Linked DNA regions of Anas platyrhynchos: region 1 is linked to region 2. A link is a contact called in public Hi-C data. All regions are on one chromosome and are shown on one strand. The core of a region is the stretch at or near the end of the contact, and the rest is flanking DNA. Distances in the headings are between cores, read along the strand shown. Region 1 overlaps ACTN1 (actinin alpha 1). Region 2 overlaps DCAF5 (DDB1 and CUL4 associated factor 5).

Region 1 (7,491 bases), core at 33-2,532, 130 kb after region 2:
CAAAAAATGGAACTGGGCCGAGCAATGCCAAGCTCCAGAGTGAGCTGTTCTGTGGCAGAAACCCTACAGAATGTAGTTCAGTGAGTCCATAATAAGAGAGGAACAAGGAATCACCGCTCCTCTGTACCTAAACCAGACTCTGAGGCTCTTCACAAGTTGCATGCCTTTATGGGGAGATGTCTGGGTGCCTCTCATGCTTTCTAATTCAGAAATAATTGGATTTTGTTATATTTTCATGTGAGGGAGTGTATAGAGAGGGTTTCGTGTGTAGACTGATATATCTTGACACTGCTAGGCTTGCTTATCTTAAGTCTAGCACTTTGTCTTCCTGACCTGTGTGCACAACCTTCTGAGATAGAAAGCACACACACCCAATCTCTCCAACCAATTTGAACCATGTAGCCCTCTGGGATTAATGCTGTACATTAAGTACATCTTCTCCCCCATCTTCTAACCTCCCTTTTCTTCCCGTGCTCCTGTCTCTAGGATATAAACAATGCCTGGGGTGGCCTAGAGCAGGCTGAGAAGGGCTATGAGGAGTGGTTGTTGAATGAGATCCGGAGGCTAGAGAGGCTGGATCACCTGGCAGAGAAGTTCCGGCAGAAGGCATCTATTCACGAGTCCTGGACAGATGGTAAATGCCAACCTGTATGCTTCCTATCGCTGTCAGTTATCTAGAGGGGAAAAGATGGGTATTACATGGGTTCTCTAGGAGATTTTCTTCTCCAGAGTGCTAGGTTCATTTCTTACTTTATTAGAAGAAAAAAAAAATCACAAAAAGCACCTCTGTTCTGCACTGGCATTCCTTAACCATGCCAGAGGGAGATTTTTTGGATTGAACAGAGCTACAGAGCAGAGAAAAGGTTACTGTAAAGTAAATACCACAGTTGGCATTTACAGGAACAGCATAGTGAGATGAGTCCAGTATAAACTGTGACTGCGACGGTTTAAACTGCACTACCTGCCCATATCTGTTGCTAATGGCAAACTCACTCGTTTGCAAGTGAGAACTGTGCATCTCTAGGCAAGCAAGCGTGATGGCAAGCCTCAGGCAGGGTGTCTGGAGTGGGGCAGGTGCCCCAGCAAAGGCCCCAGGGTTGTCTGGGTGCCTGGGAGCTGGCTTCAGGGGCATGGGATCCTGTCCTTCATTCTCTTGTCCTTTGGCTCCCTCCTCAGGTAAGGAAGCAATGCTGCAGCAGAAGGATTACGAAACTGCAACCCTCTCGGAGATAAAGGCCCTGCTGAAGAAACACGAGGCCTTTGAGAGCGACCTGGCCGCACACCAGGACCGCGTGGAACAGATTGCTGCTATTGCACAAGAGCTCAAGTACGGCACCCCGACGCACATCCGATCCTTGGGGCCAGGGAGACTTGATCAGCATTGCCCTCTGCCCTCTGGAGAGCCATGAATCCATTCCCATACAAAAATGCTGGGAAGCCCTAGTGTTTCCAAACAGTATCTAGGATACTGTTCTCCAGTATCTAGACATACCAGAAAAGCAGGCCAGAAAATGGTTGAGTCGTGGGTGCCGATGAGGGGGAGGCAGAATTACGTTCTCAAGCCAAGTTTCCATCCTCTTCCAGCTTGTTATACTGCCATGAACCCTTTCCTAAAGAGCCTGACCTGCCTCTGGCCCCTGTTAGGATGCAGCGTTGTAACGCTGTCCTACTTTTCCAGGAACAGAGGGAAAGAGCAGAGGATAGCAGGCACTCCAGAGACTCCCAGTTTGCTCTGTTTTATCAAAAAAAAAGTCCTTACTGCTGAGGAAAAAAGTCTGCTGATTGTTTCAGCCCATAGTGGCCTCTATTGCCACTGCAGGCACTTTGCCCCAGGAATAATGCACCGCATGCACTCCAGCTGGGACTTGCACCAGGGACCCTTTACAGCAGCTCGTTTTCCTCTGGGCTTCCCCCTGGCTTAGAAACCTTCACCCCTACTCCTTTTCCTGGACTGAGGAGTGACACAGGTTACTAGGTGAAACGGGGTCCCATCAGAGTGTGAGGCTGATTGCTAGGGAGAGCTGGTCTCTGTAGCACAGAGAGAGATTTTGAAGCCCTGCATGTTCCTTGGCAAAAACAGTTTGAACAATTTGGCTTTGACTTTGTGTCTCATTATTAAAAATATTTATATATCACACTAGGCTATTTCAAGTTAGACAGCATCTGGGCTAGATCATCTTGCTTGGGCTGAATGACCATTTTTCTCTAAAAAATCAGGATTATTGTATCAAGATCGTTATCTCCTTTACCAGCAAAGATTTACAGAAGTGCTCACTTGACCACTGGAGGATTGACCTTGGAACAGGAGGAGGGTTCAAGGCAATCCTCCATGTCAGTAAGATTAAAACTGAGGCTGGCTAGTCAGTAAGCATTAGCTGACCTGCCACTTCCAAAGCAAATGCTACAGGCCAGGCAAAACCGGCTGTGGCTCTAATAGCGACAGGGAAAACTGGGCCCTAAGCTGGGAGACGGCTGATTTCTTCCAAAGTGTGAGAACAGAAGGCTCTGCCGTCCTTCTGAAAGCCATCTCCTATGTCAGCAAAGGTGCTGTGCCCAGAAAAAGAGATGGCTGAGTTCTCTCCTCATCCAGAGATACCCTGCCAGGGAGATTGAGAGGATGGGAAGGAAGCCCCTGTGGCTGCCCACACCAGGCAAGTGGAGGGGCGCAGGTACACTTCACTCCCCAGCACTAGTGGTCCAGCCTGGCTGTGTTACAAGCAAGGCTTTCAGAAGCAGTTCTTTCAGCTGCAGTGCTGGCTGTGCAGCAAAGTAGATCAAGGAACTGATCTGGATTAAAAACCCAGCAAAGAAAAAGTTATTTTTAGCCGAAGGCAGTTTCATGACTAGTTTTCCACAAGACTCCACCAACAGTCGAGCCCACACACCTCAGGAGGGGCAATACAATGATGGGAAGAAATGAAGTAGGAGGAAACTGTTTAAACCTGCATTACTGCATAAGAGAAATGCTCATCATATTGCCCAGGGTCATTCAGTAGCTCAGCAAGTTATTCCACCTTCTTTTATGGGTGACACTTCCCAGTTTGGCTGGTCTCCCTCTGCCTGCAAGCTTCTCCCTCTTTGATCATGTGCAGAGCCAAGAGCACACACTCATGCAAGACCACAGCCCTCAGCCTACCCCCATGCTCTCCTTTCCCCAGCCATACTCTTACCAGCCCTTCTTCCAGGAGTGCCAAGCTACAGACACCCCCAGCAAAGCACTCTGTGATGAGGCATACCAGAGAGAAACCTACACTGTAATTCTGGGATTGTCCTAAATCAATGAATGGGTTGTACGTTTCCACTGTTGCTGAAGGTTGCCACCTCTCCTATGCAACTGTTAGAACATCTTAAGTAGTTTTCTTTGCAATCATAATAAAATCTTTGCTGCCCATTCTCCTGATGTACAAGATGCAGGTAGTTAGCCTACTCGATTTTCTCGCACAGAATACAGGGGCATACTGCTGCTTTTAATCTGCTTAATCAGAGCCTGAGTAAAAGTCTTCACTCCCCTCCCCTGGTGCCAAGTTATCCACATCAGGCAGCCAGCACCAATGCCTGTTGCAGCCTTGGGTGGGGGTTGTTTTTCTTCCTGTTGCATGATGTTTGATGTGCCAGTGTCTCCAAAGCTAGATACTGCTGTCTTCCTGGCACGTTTTATTTGCAGAGACCATGAGCCCTTTGTGTCTGTCCTTAAGGCTGATAAAGTTTTCTCTTTCTTCTCCAAAAGGTCTTAATTTGCTATTTTGTCCTTTTTTCCCCACCCCTCACAGTGAGCTGGACTATTACGATTCTCCAAGTGTCAATGCCAGGTGCCAGAAGATCTGCGATCAGTGGGATAATCTGGGTGCCCTAACCCAGAAACGTAGAGAAGCTTTGGAGGTGAGACATGTTGCCAGTTGGGATTAGAGGGGTAGGTCATTTGTGGAAAGCAAGCTGCAGTGCGTGTGAACAGCCAATTTCTCCTGGAACATCCCAGACTGTAAACCAGGGCTGCATTTCCGAATACTTAGGCAGCTTCTCTACTTCCAGCCCAGTTACGATACCATTTGTTTGCTCAGGCTATTGATTTGTTTATACTTTCTTGAGTTCTGTAATGCTATTCTGCTTGAAAAGACTGTCCTTGTTTGTTTAATTTCAATTGACCTCATATTTTTCCCTCATGGAGAGGAATAAATCTATCTTGTGTGTAATCTTAATAGCAGAGAGACTTTTACTGTAGCACTCTCCAAGGAGGTCTGAAAGCTCAGAGAATCCATATATCTGTGTGATTATTCTTCTCTAACCATCTTTCCTCATTTTCTTTCTTTTTTTTTTTTCTTTTTTTTGTGCACGCTCAGAGGACAGAGAAGCTACTGGAAACAATTGACCAGTTGTACCTGGAATATGCCAAACGAGCTGCCCCTTTCAACAACTGGATGGAAGGGGCCATGGAGGACCTGCAGGACACGTTCATCGTTCACACCATTGAGGAGATCCAGGTACAGAGCAGTCACTTCCACCGGCCAGGGAAATCAGGGGTCTCCTGGATTCCTAACAGTGCTGAATTTGTAGGTCATGTTTTGGTGGTGCTGCTCTAGTGAGTCAGCCTTAGCAAGAGAAACAAAAGGGACTGTGCTTTCCCTTGATTTCTTCAAAAAAGAAAAATGTATCTGAATAGATAAGAGACATGTTCACACTATCCTAGCTGAGTACAAAGAACTGAAAGTGTGTTTTTCATTGTGACTCCAGTATTAGTAATAGGAGCTTGAAAGCTGAGAGGATCTTTTTAGGGTCTTGTGTTTGTTGGTTGGTTTTAATCCAAATGAAGAAAGCTTAGTGCTGCTCTCAGATTCTGTGGGTTGGTTTTCCCATGTTCAGCCATTTGTTCCTATGTGATGTGGCATGAGGGCAGTTGTTGAGCTGCCAGCTGGGCTTCAGTGCTAAGCAATGGAAAAATCAGGATTCTGTACTTTGTTAGTGGATTGCCATTTGAAGCCAAAGACTTTTTGCCTCCTGAAGACAGCAGGGACAGTATCTCAGTTTTCCCCCTTCTGAAAGGCTGTAATGAGAGGAACTTGAGGTATCTAAAGGTAATTTTCAGACCTTTGGGAGCAGGAATTACCCTTCTCTGGATTCCAGAGGGGACTATTTCTTCCGCTTGATGGGCCCATGAAAAGAATCCAGGTATTCTTTTGGATTCAGCTGGCTGAGATGAAGAGCCAGGATGTTCTTGCTCTTAGCAGCTGCTGCACTGCTGCCACTCCTGACATTGTTCTCTCTCAGGACCTGTACAGTTTGTCAAAACTGATGTGTTTGTTGCAGGAATGGTTGACAGCAACATGGCCATCACTGAGGCAGTGAATTGGAGACCAACAGGGAACACAAAGCAGCCGGGGCATCAGAGAGGCAGTGAAATAGCCCTAACCAGGCTTGAGCTCTGTTACTGAACTACAACTTGCTACTTCCACCCTTCCCTTCTGAACAAAGGGGTTCATTAAGTCTTTCATAATGCAGAACAAATCTGAACAGCATTTAAACATTTCCATCATCTCTTTGTGACTGCAGACTGTTTCCCAGCTCCCCCAGACTTGCATTACATTTCTATGGCCACTGCAGCAGCTGCAAAGTAATGAGTCACCGTGTAAGAAAGCAGTTCTACAAAACTAGTTAGAGTGTGTGTGTGGTAAGAAAGTGGTCAGTCACGAGGTTTACTTTCATTCCCTCTTCTGTCCACGCTGTTCCTTCCATTATCCCTGCACATGCCTCTCTGTCCCCCATTTGTTTTGCTGCTTCTTCCCCTGTGTTTGCTTCCCTAGTCTTGATCTTCCAGGCTTCTGGGATGAAGTATCTTAAAGGCCTGTAGAAGCAGTGGGAAATGAGCCAGGACCAACTGGTTTGTCAGCTGTCCACAAGCTACCAGCAAGTGTGCCCCTACCGTCGGTCCTCGGATCACAGTCTGGGCACCACAGCAAGATGGGCAACAGAGAGGGCCTGTTGTGTTCAGGGAGAGGGAGCTGTTTTCAGCAACAGGAGCTTGTGCTGCCTGTGCAGGTTTGCTGTGGGCTGGAAGACCTTCACCTGTCTCTAACTTCACTGATCAGACTGGATCTGACTCTTTGTTATTCATCTGAAATCATCTTTGATGTAGAACTGGTACATACCTAGTGGGAGAAGAAAAATGTGCTGCATTTAGACAAGTACTCCAGTGTTCTTCCCAAAGGGGGCTGAGAGCCATTCACAGAGCAATAACAGAGAAATAGTTCCATTATTATTACGAGGCAGAATTATTCCATCATGTTTTGGGATGTGATCTCCTTCCCTGGACAACATGGGACAGAAACAAAGAGGCAAAATGAGAATTCATTTCATTTAACTACTTAAAACAGCCTGTTTAGTGATGCTGGGAGGTGCTGAAAGTGTGTTAGAGTAGCCTATTTTATATCCTGGGAATATGTAAGCTTTTGCAGTCATTTCTGCGGGGATATATTTGCTGAAGAGGCTACTCAGTGACTAATGCTCTTTTTTGCTGCTGCCCTCCTTCTACAGGGATTGACAACAGCCCACGAACAGTTCAAAGCCACTTTGCCAGATGCCGACAAAGAGCGACAGGCCATCCTGGGAATCCACAACGAAGTCTCAAAGATTGTCCAGACATACCACGTCAACATGGCAGGAACGAATCCGTACACTACAATCACCCCACAGGAGATCAATGGCAAATGGGAACATGTGAGTTCTTTACAACCTTGCAGTCAGTGTGGGGGAGGCTGCTGCTTAGTCACTGGGGCCCCAGGAAGGGGATTATTTAATCTGAGTTATCCTTTATGCTTACTGCTGAGCTCCTGCACATTTGCCATTTGCTTTCAGCTCAAAAGTCATGTGCTGGGAAATTGTAAGGCACCTTTAAAATATATTCCTAAGGGTGTCATCCCTTTTCATTCCTTTTTTTTGTTTTGCTTTTAACAAGAGATGCTAAATTAAAAACTGAGATTTTAAGTCCTCATTTGACCTGAAAAGCAAGTAAGTATGTCATGGGAGTCAATATCCTTCTCCACCATTCAACCTTTCAGATGTTCAGTCTCGACAGACATGGAGCCTTCCAACGCTGTAATCCTAAAAGAGCAGATAATCTTAATACCAGTTTATGCTGGTGGTTCTTACCACAAACTCAATGATATCTGTAGCTACTACAATTCAACCTGCATCAGGCACCAAACCCCCAGATAGTGGATGAAAGCTTCTTTTCATGGCCTGAGATGAATTTGCAGTCCTGCAGTGAATAGGATTCACATTCCTTGAGCCTCCCTGCCCCAGCCTAAAAATTATGACTGCTTTTTTTCAGTGCAAACATCTTAGCACATTACAGGCCCTTTTGCAACGCCACTCACAGTGGATCTCTGTACTTTTGCTGTCTCCAAATCCTAGCCCTAGAGAGAGCCCAGGTCCAACAAGCACCCCACCTGGGGCTCCCCCCCAAAAAAGCCCTGGATTAAATGCTTCTGGCAGCCCTCA
Region 2 (6,862 bases), core at 623-3,122:
ACAACTCCCCTCACCCCCCATACTGGTAGCATCCTCATCTGTTTTGCAGTATTGAGACACCTCAAATGATGTTTGTCTCAACCTAGAATTTGAGGCTCTCTCCTGACCCAGTTCTGATTTGGTATATTTGCCTCACGTGGCACAGAATATAAGCTTAGATATTTTTTTCCCTATTTGTTTCCATTATTAACCATTTCTTTTTGTTATAGACAGTGATTTTTTTTTTGTTGATGTTTACAGATAATTATCCTTTTATGGAAATCTTTGGGGTATGTTGAAGGAACCGTCAAATGGTTATGGTGAGGGGTGGTATTTTTGTGGAATGTGCATTGGATATGTTTTCTTTGTTGCAACCATAAATAAATTCACAAACTGTTTGCCACAGGTTTTAGCCAAAATCAAATGACATCTCTGAGATGAGAGCCACTGAAGAAAAAAGGGAGTGCTTGCAAATAAACCTTTCTGACTTTGGGCAAAGAGAGATGGTTACAACCTTTAAGGCTTTATCCAAGCTGTATTTCTGCTGGGCAGAGCACTTCGCTGCATATGGACTCTTTCTTTGTGGTTGGTGCTTCTTTATCTTTTAAGGACAGAGGTGCTACTTAAAGTTGCAAGAAATGTAAATCAGTGAATTTAATGCTAAATATTTTTATTCTGAAGTAAACAATCTTTGCTGGCATGAGTGCCAAATAACACCTAGTCTAGAAACACTTCCAGTAAGTGTGCAAGTCTGCTGGATACTGCCTGGTACTCTTTCCCACCTTTATCTGACATAACCTTACTTAAGAGTTAACTAGGACAGTACGGTATGAAGAAGGCCTCCCTCACTTGGTGCCTGTTTTAAATGTACACACGCCTTGGTTCAACCCTGTTGTAAGACATGGGAATTAGTTGTTGAAACATAAATTCATAGGAAGTTGTGGTAGAGCAACTTGATGGGACCAGAGCTGTGGTTAGAGTTACATTTAGGTAGGTTTATGTGCCAGTTTGCATTCTTCTTGTACGTACTGGAAGGCAAAAGCTTTGGTTCAAGACTAGATGGTGCTTCTGCAGGGAGCACCTTAGATCCTGCCACTCTTTCTCTCAAAAGAAAGGAAGGCCCCAGAGCTGAAGGCAGTGCTCCAGGTGGAACAGAGGTGGAGAGCGGCCTCCCTCACCCTGCTGGCCACGCTGCTTTTGGTGCAGCCCAGGATACGTCTGGCTTTCTGGGCTGCAAATGCACGTCGCTGGCTTATGTTGAGCTTCTCATCCACCAACACTCCCAGGTCCTTCTCCTCAGGGCTGCTCTCAAGCTGTTCTCTGCCCAGACTGTATTTGTGCTTGGGATTGCCCCAGCCCAGGTGAAGACTTTGCACTTGGAGCAGCTTCGCTACAGAAAAGTCTGTGGCTATAAACATGTTTTTATTGGATGAGGAAGCAAATCTGTAGCTGACGTTGTTCGGCTTTAATGCAATACATGAAACACAGTACAGAAAAACGCACAGGGGAAAAAATCAATAACGCAGTCCTATAAAGGATAAGGGACTGGTCTTGTGTAGGCCCTAAGGTATAAATATGGAGTTACTCTTCATGAGGAATTACTCTCTTGCACTCAGATTATCTTTCTGAGGTAACTTTCTCTGGCAGCTGTGTACTTTGTGTTACACTGACTTTGATGTGTGCTTTGTTTTGGAAACAACTATTGTTCCTTCGTTTGGCCTCGAGGTCATCTTCCCTTGCCATGTCTGGCCATACTTGCATCTTCTGTGTCTGGTTATCTGATGGAACCCACTCCTTTTTGGTTTACTGCCTTCAGCTGAGCAGTGTTCTCTCCCACAGTCTATACTCCATCCTTCAAGGTGCTATTTCTGAACACGGTGAGTAATAGACTGACTTTAGAGATTAGAGAAGGAGAAAAATGATGAGCTCGTTTAGCTAGTTTGCTTGTGGTTAGTGGACAGTTACTCTTTACTTTGCATTCTCTACTTTTATTTTGCTTTTTAAAATCCGACTAAATGTTTTTTTTCCCTCTTCTTGCAAAACCATTTCACTATCCAGTAGATCTCGTTTATTACTTACTTGATAGTAACACCTAGATAATTCAGGCAGAGTGAGAACAGGGCACTTGTGCCTGCTGACTCAGAGCTGTAGTGAGGGCAAGGCTGGGCTGGTGAGAATGTTTGGGAACAGGTCTGTAATAAGACTAAAACAAACATTGAGTAGAGCTGAAGGAGGATGTGAAACATTCAAATAAATAGGGTTGTTTTTTCATTGTTGTCATTTCCTAACGCTTAATTGCCATAATAGCCTTAAACCCTAGAAGGATGTAAGTGATGCAGAGGAGGGAAAGAGTTTGGTACACTTCAGGCCTCTGCTCTGTCAAATAATGACATTTTATAGGTGGGTGTTTTCTTGTTTGTTTTTTGTTTTTCCTGTGAACAAAGGTAAAGGAAAACATAACAGTGCTTTCTGGAGAACTGCCCACGATCACTGGTGAAGCAATATTAGCATTCGGCACCTCAATTAGATCATAAGGGCTAAGCCATGCGAGCCTTTGCTGTTACAAGGTCTGGTTGCCCTGGGTACTGAAATCTGGTGATGTCAGATGATCTTAAGGCTCCAGATTCTGAAGTCAATTATCAGATAAGAATCTGTCATTTTAAAAAATAAATTATATATATGTATAATGTGTAAAATATAAATAATGTGTAAAATATAATATAATGTGTAAAATATAAAAAATATATATATAATATAGCCTTCCTGGCTTGGAGGGAAAGATCAAGCTTCTGTTCACTTCAGAGTTTGTCAAGCACAAAAGATTATTGATGTTGGGAATTGATCTTTCTTCTAACGTGCATGTTCCTGAGCCTAACAGTAAAGGTGAGAAAGAGTGCCGTGTTCTTTGAACATACAGAATTTTCACCCTGAACTACTACAAACAACTACTACAGGATTTTCACCCTGAACTCCCTACTTTTCCAGTCTTGTTGTATGCAGGTGATTTTACTTGTTTGTCCTCTGCAAAGGAAAGCAAAGGTTCTTAATTTTGCTAACAATACACAGCCTTCACTTGGTTGTTCTTTGAAGTTCAAACAAATACCCTTTATTTTCCATCTAATGTTCTGAGGGATGTCGTTCATCTACAGAAGATTTTTTGTACAAGTAGTGAGATAATCAAATAGTGATGACAATTTAGAAAGAGGAGCATATTACTATGAAATAATAAAATGTTGGCTATGTCTTGTGTATTCTTTTTTGTAAGACACTGATGGACTTAATTTAGATTTGTTAACACTTCTCAATACTTAAAGAGAAATTCCAGGCACTTTTTTACACAACTGTGCTGCTTTTTAAAGAAGATACTGTGAGATTTCTGTAAGAATTTTAATCTCCTTTAAAACAGGAAAAAAAAAAAAAAGCATATATGTTAATTGATACCTTGCCTTCTTTTCTATCATTGGTAAATTTGGCTCTTCTGAAGTGTTTGCTCCAGACTGAATAAGAGCTGTGTGTTTTTACATGCACAGAATTACTTTCTTAAAAAAATAAATAAATAAATAAACTTTTCTGTGGTTTTCCAGGCCAAGATTTCTGTTTGCCAAGTTTTATGCCAGTTCTTTTTGCACAGTTAGAAGTTCCTCAATTTAGTGGTTACAGAACTGCTGACAAACAGGGCTGTATGCAATCGCATGTATTAGTTACAAGCAGTCAATTCATTTTTCCCTTTTAAGGTCATTCTTTCCTTATGTTGGTTTCACACACTGCTGTTTATGATACCAGTACTTTCTCACTTCCTTCCTTCCTTATCCCTCTTAAATGACTCTCATTTCCCAAGGACAGTATCTGTACTGCAGTTCACTGTCAGATTTACAGCTTATCGAGAGAAACTATTCAAATGTTCCTATTTAATGCTGTCACACACGCCTCTTTTATTTTACTTCTGCCAGGACACTGATCTTCTCTCAGTTCTAGTGCTCACTGTCTGCTGTCAAGCAAACTGGGGAGTAGTCTGGGTTAAGCGTATGTTACCAGTCAGGCAGCTGACTTTTCTAAAAAGGATGAAACAACCTTTTTTTCTTCAGATAGCAGGGAACAGGAGGGAAACATTTGTTGCAGGTATGGTCTTTTCCTGCAGAGGAAGCAATTCAGTGGTGCAAATTCTGACTGCAGTGAGACGACTCCTTCCCTCACCCTGCTAGCTGCCAGCAGAAGCGGATTTATTTACTTTAGTGGTGCTGCTCTTGGATTGAAAGCCTTCCATTGTTTGCCTGAGCTGGTATTTAGCTACCACTCAAGCGCTGCCTGAATGCAGCATATCCAACTACGGAAATGACCATATTGCACATAACTGTCCATTTACTCCCTCCAGCGCCAGCATGTGTGTTTGGATGTAATGTTCCATCTGTGGACTAAATATTTCTCTTAATCATACAAGATGACTTTTTTTTTTTTTTAACTCAGGAGTGGGTATGGCTCTGTTGCTCCCAGAGCTGGTAGGCAGCCCCAGCATTCCCCGGCTGCCTGGGCAAGCCAAGTTTGGAAGCAGTCTGACTCCTGGCGTAGTCTGGGTCTGGGTGCATGATGATAATGCCTGTGGCAAAAAGCGGGTGCTGCCCATCTTGCTCAGGCATGTCCTTTTGGGTTCCCCCTTGGATTTCTCCTCGGCTGTCGTGGTCTGGGTGCTTGAGATGGGAGTATTGGTCTTAGTCTGCCACGTCAGTAAAGCTGTAGGAACCGCAAGGTGGTGATTCTGAAATTTGTTTGCTGGAGCATGAAGTAAGGAGCTGGCAGAAGTGACAGCTGTAACATGGGCAACACATCCAAGCATGTCTGCAGTGCCCCACATAATCCTGTCTGAAAAAAATCCTAAAGTAGCAATGACTGAAGGTACAGAGCAGCATCATGATGCAGTCTGAAAAGTGGGGGCAGTCATTTTAACGCTGAGCAGGCGTAAGCACAATTTTCCTCTCCTCACACTACTGTTGTCTTCGTCTTCCCTGTTGTCCTTGTCCTTTCCATCAGGAAATAGATGCTTGGGGAGCTTTGTCAGTTTTTCTGTCACCCTCACCTAACTACCCAATGTCTCTTTTCATAGTTTGTAAAAGGTAAATGCTTTATAGAATAGGTCACTAGTCTATATGAACGGTAAATGTCTATTGTAGCCTTTCTTCCTCCTTCAGCCAAATTTAGCCCACTTTTTTTGCTGGTATTTTTATTTATTATTTTTTCTTTGAGCGAAATGTCATGGTCAAGAACAGCACAAACTGTATTTCCATTTCAAGTGTGGCTGAACGGTACGGAGTAGAGATATGAAGCAGGCAAATCTGTGAGGCTTTTGAGAGGTGCTCAACTATGCAGCTTCTTAATATTAGACTTCTAATCTGTGTGCATGGTCATAATTTCTGAAGTTCTACTTTTTCTTCATTTAATAAGTAGAATACCCTTTTAGAGCTTTGTTTCACTAAAGTTACTGAAACAGGCTACAGAATTCAACTCTAATAAGTGTTTTGTTTGATAGCTTTGACTGCCATAGGAGCCCAGTGAAAACACCTGTAAGCAGAACGGAAGCTAGTTTAATGTTATACTACTATTACTATAAAACATAATCTCAAAATATTTCAGGCAGGGCATAATAATAATTGTAACCATGGAAACTTTGCTTGGAGATCTGAAAGGATGGGGTGTCTGGTATGCTCACTTGCAGGCAGGAGAGGATCTGGGCTGCAGTTCAGGCCCAGGAAGAGAACTGGTAATGGGGAAGGGGGCTTAGTCTTGGTGCAGCACTGGCCTGCATCTTACCATCAAATCAAGTTGGTCCATGTGCATCGTGGCATTCTCATGTGGTGGAAAACTCGTATTTAAATAGAAAAACTGACCTTTCTCAACCAAAAAATTGCGGGTTTATTTCTTCTGCTGTATTTTAGTTTATATTTTTGTGGTGGTGGGGTGGGGTGGAGGGGGCAGGTTGGTTTTTGTTTGTTGATAAGCAAGATAACCAATGGACACAAGTGACTGATTAGGGGACAAGAGGAAGGAGGTGCAAGAAGCTGAAGAAGCTGGCAGGCTGGCACAGCTGTCTTGTATAATGCTCTTTCACATTTTACTTGAAATCAGTTTCCACAAAGCCAAAATCTAGATTGATTAAGAAGCTACACACCTAAATGCTCAAAAACAACACAGTAAAATGTGCTAAGAGTTTTTGGTGCCCAGCCTGTAGCTCTTTGGAGCTGGTTTTGAAAATGTGGCTTCTGGTTCTTTCGTGGCACCTTGGCTTTGACTCTTCAGCTCACAAAGCTTGTGCGCGTGGGAGCAGCGTATTTCTAGGGCGTTCGTTATGTGGAGTCTAGTCTCCTGTTTTGTTTTTGGTTTTGTTTAACTCTGGCTTAGGAACAATAGGTTTTTAACTTTACAGTATCTCCTGTAGTGATGCATGCTTCAACCTGTGTGGAATGTGGCTTCCCATACACGCGGAGTGACTCATTTTTCACAAATGTTGAGGCAGAGGGCTACATCAGAAAATCTGAAGCATTAAAACCAGTGAATGAACTTCCTTCTAGAATCTACAAATTATGTGCTGGCGTGCCTTGTCTGGTCCAGAAGGTGCATAAAAGTCACAGCTCTTTACACAAGATTTGATGGAGGCTGCTCAAAACCTGTTTATAAAAGGTCTGGTTCCAGTACGGTTTAAGGAAGCTTCAGTGGTCTGTGTGTGGGGAAAAATAAAAAAAAATAATAAAGAAAAAAAAACACAGATAAAATATCCTCCTTGTTTGTCTCCCTCTCCATACACATGATGATTTCAAATACAAGGATTAAGTCTTTGAAAAGACAAGAAAGCCTCTAGAATGCATGTTAAATATCAGGTGTGCTTTGATCATCA

What was found. A called contact is a pair of places that touch in the nucleus more often than the background predicts.
Region 1: a Hi-C map of F1 follicle shows a contact between it and region 2, with 2.2 times the contacts expected there. The contact joins two enhancer-like sites. A contact is called at or near these places in 6 of 8 Hi-C or Micro-C datasets (F1 follicle, F5 follicle, liver and 2 more).

What each region holds. Positions count from the first base shown.
Region 1 is chr5:37,338,074-37,345,564 of IASCAAS_PekinDuck_T2T, forward strand. It overlaps ACTN1 (actinin alpha 1), which reads left to right. Exons shown (of 21, transcript XM_038179255.2): 11 at 487-634; 12 at 1,177-1,327; 13 at 3,771-3,879; 14 at 4,338-4,478; 15 at 6,526-6,708. Among named protein-coding and RNA genes, the nearest start is that of ZFP36L1, 63 kb to the right of the region's middle. Within about 2 kb of position 1,283, at least 5 of the 8 cell types and tissues checked have an H3K27ac peak or open chromatin away from gene starts, as enhancers often do. A contact at or near this core is called in F1 follicle, where this site is marked.
Region 2 is chr5:37,203,074-37,209,935 of IASCAAS_PekinDuck_T2T, forward strand. All of the region lies in intron 5 of DCAF5 (DDB1 and CUL4 associated factor 5), which reads left to right. Among named protein-coding and RNA genes, the nearest start is that of DCAF5, 32 kb to the left of the region's middle. Within about 2 kb of position 1,873, at least 3 of the 8 cell types and tissues checked have an H3K27ac peak or open chromatin away from gene starts, as enhancers often do. A contact at or near this core is called in F1 follicle, where this site is marked.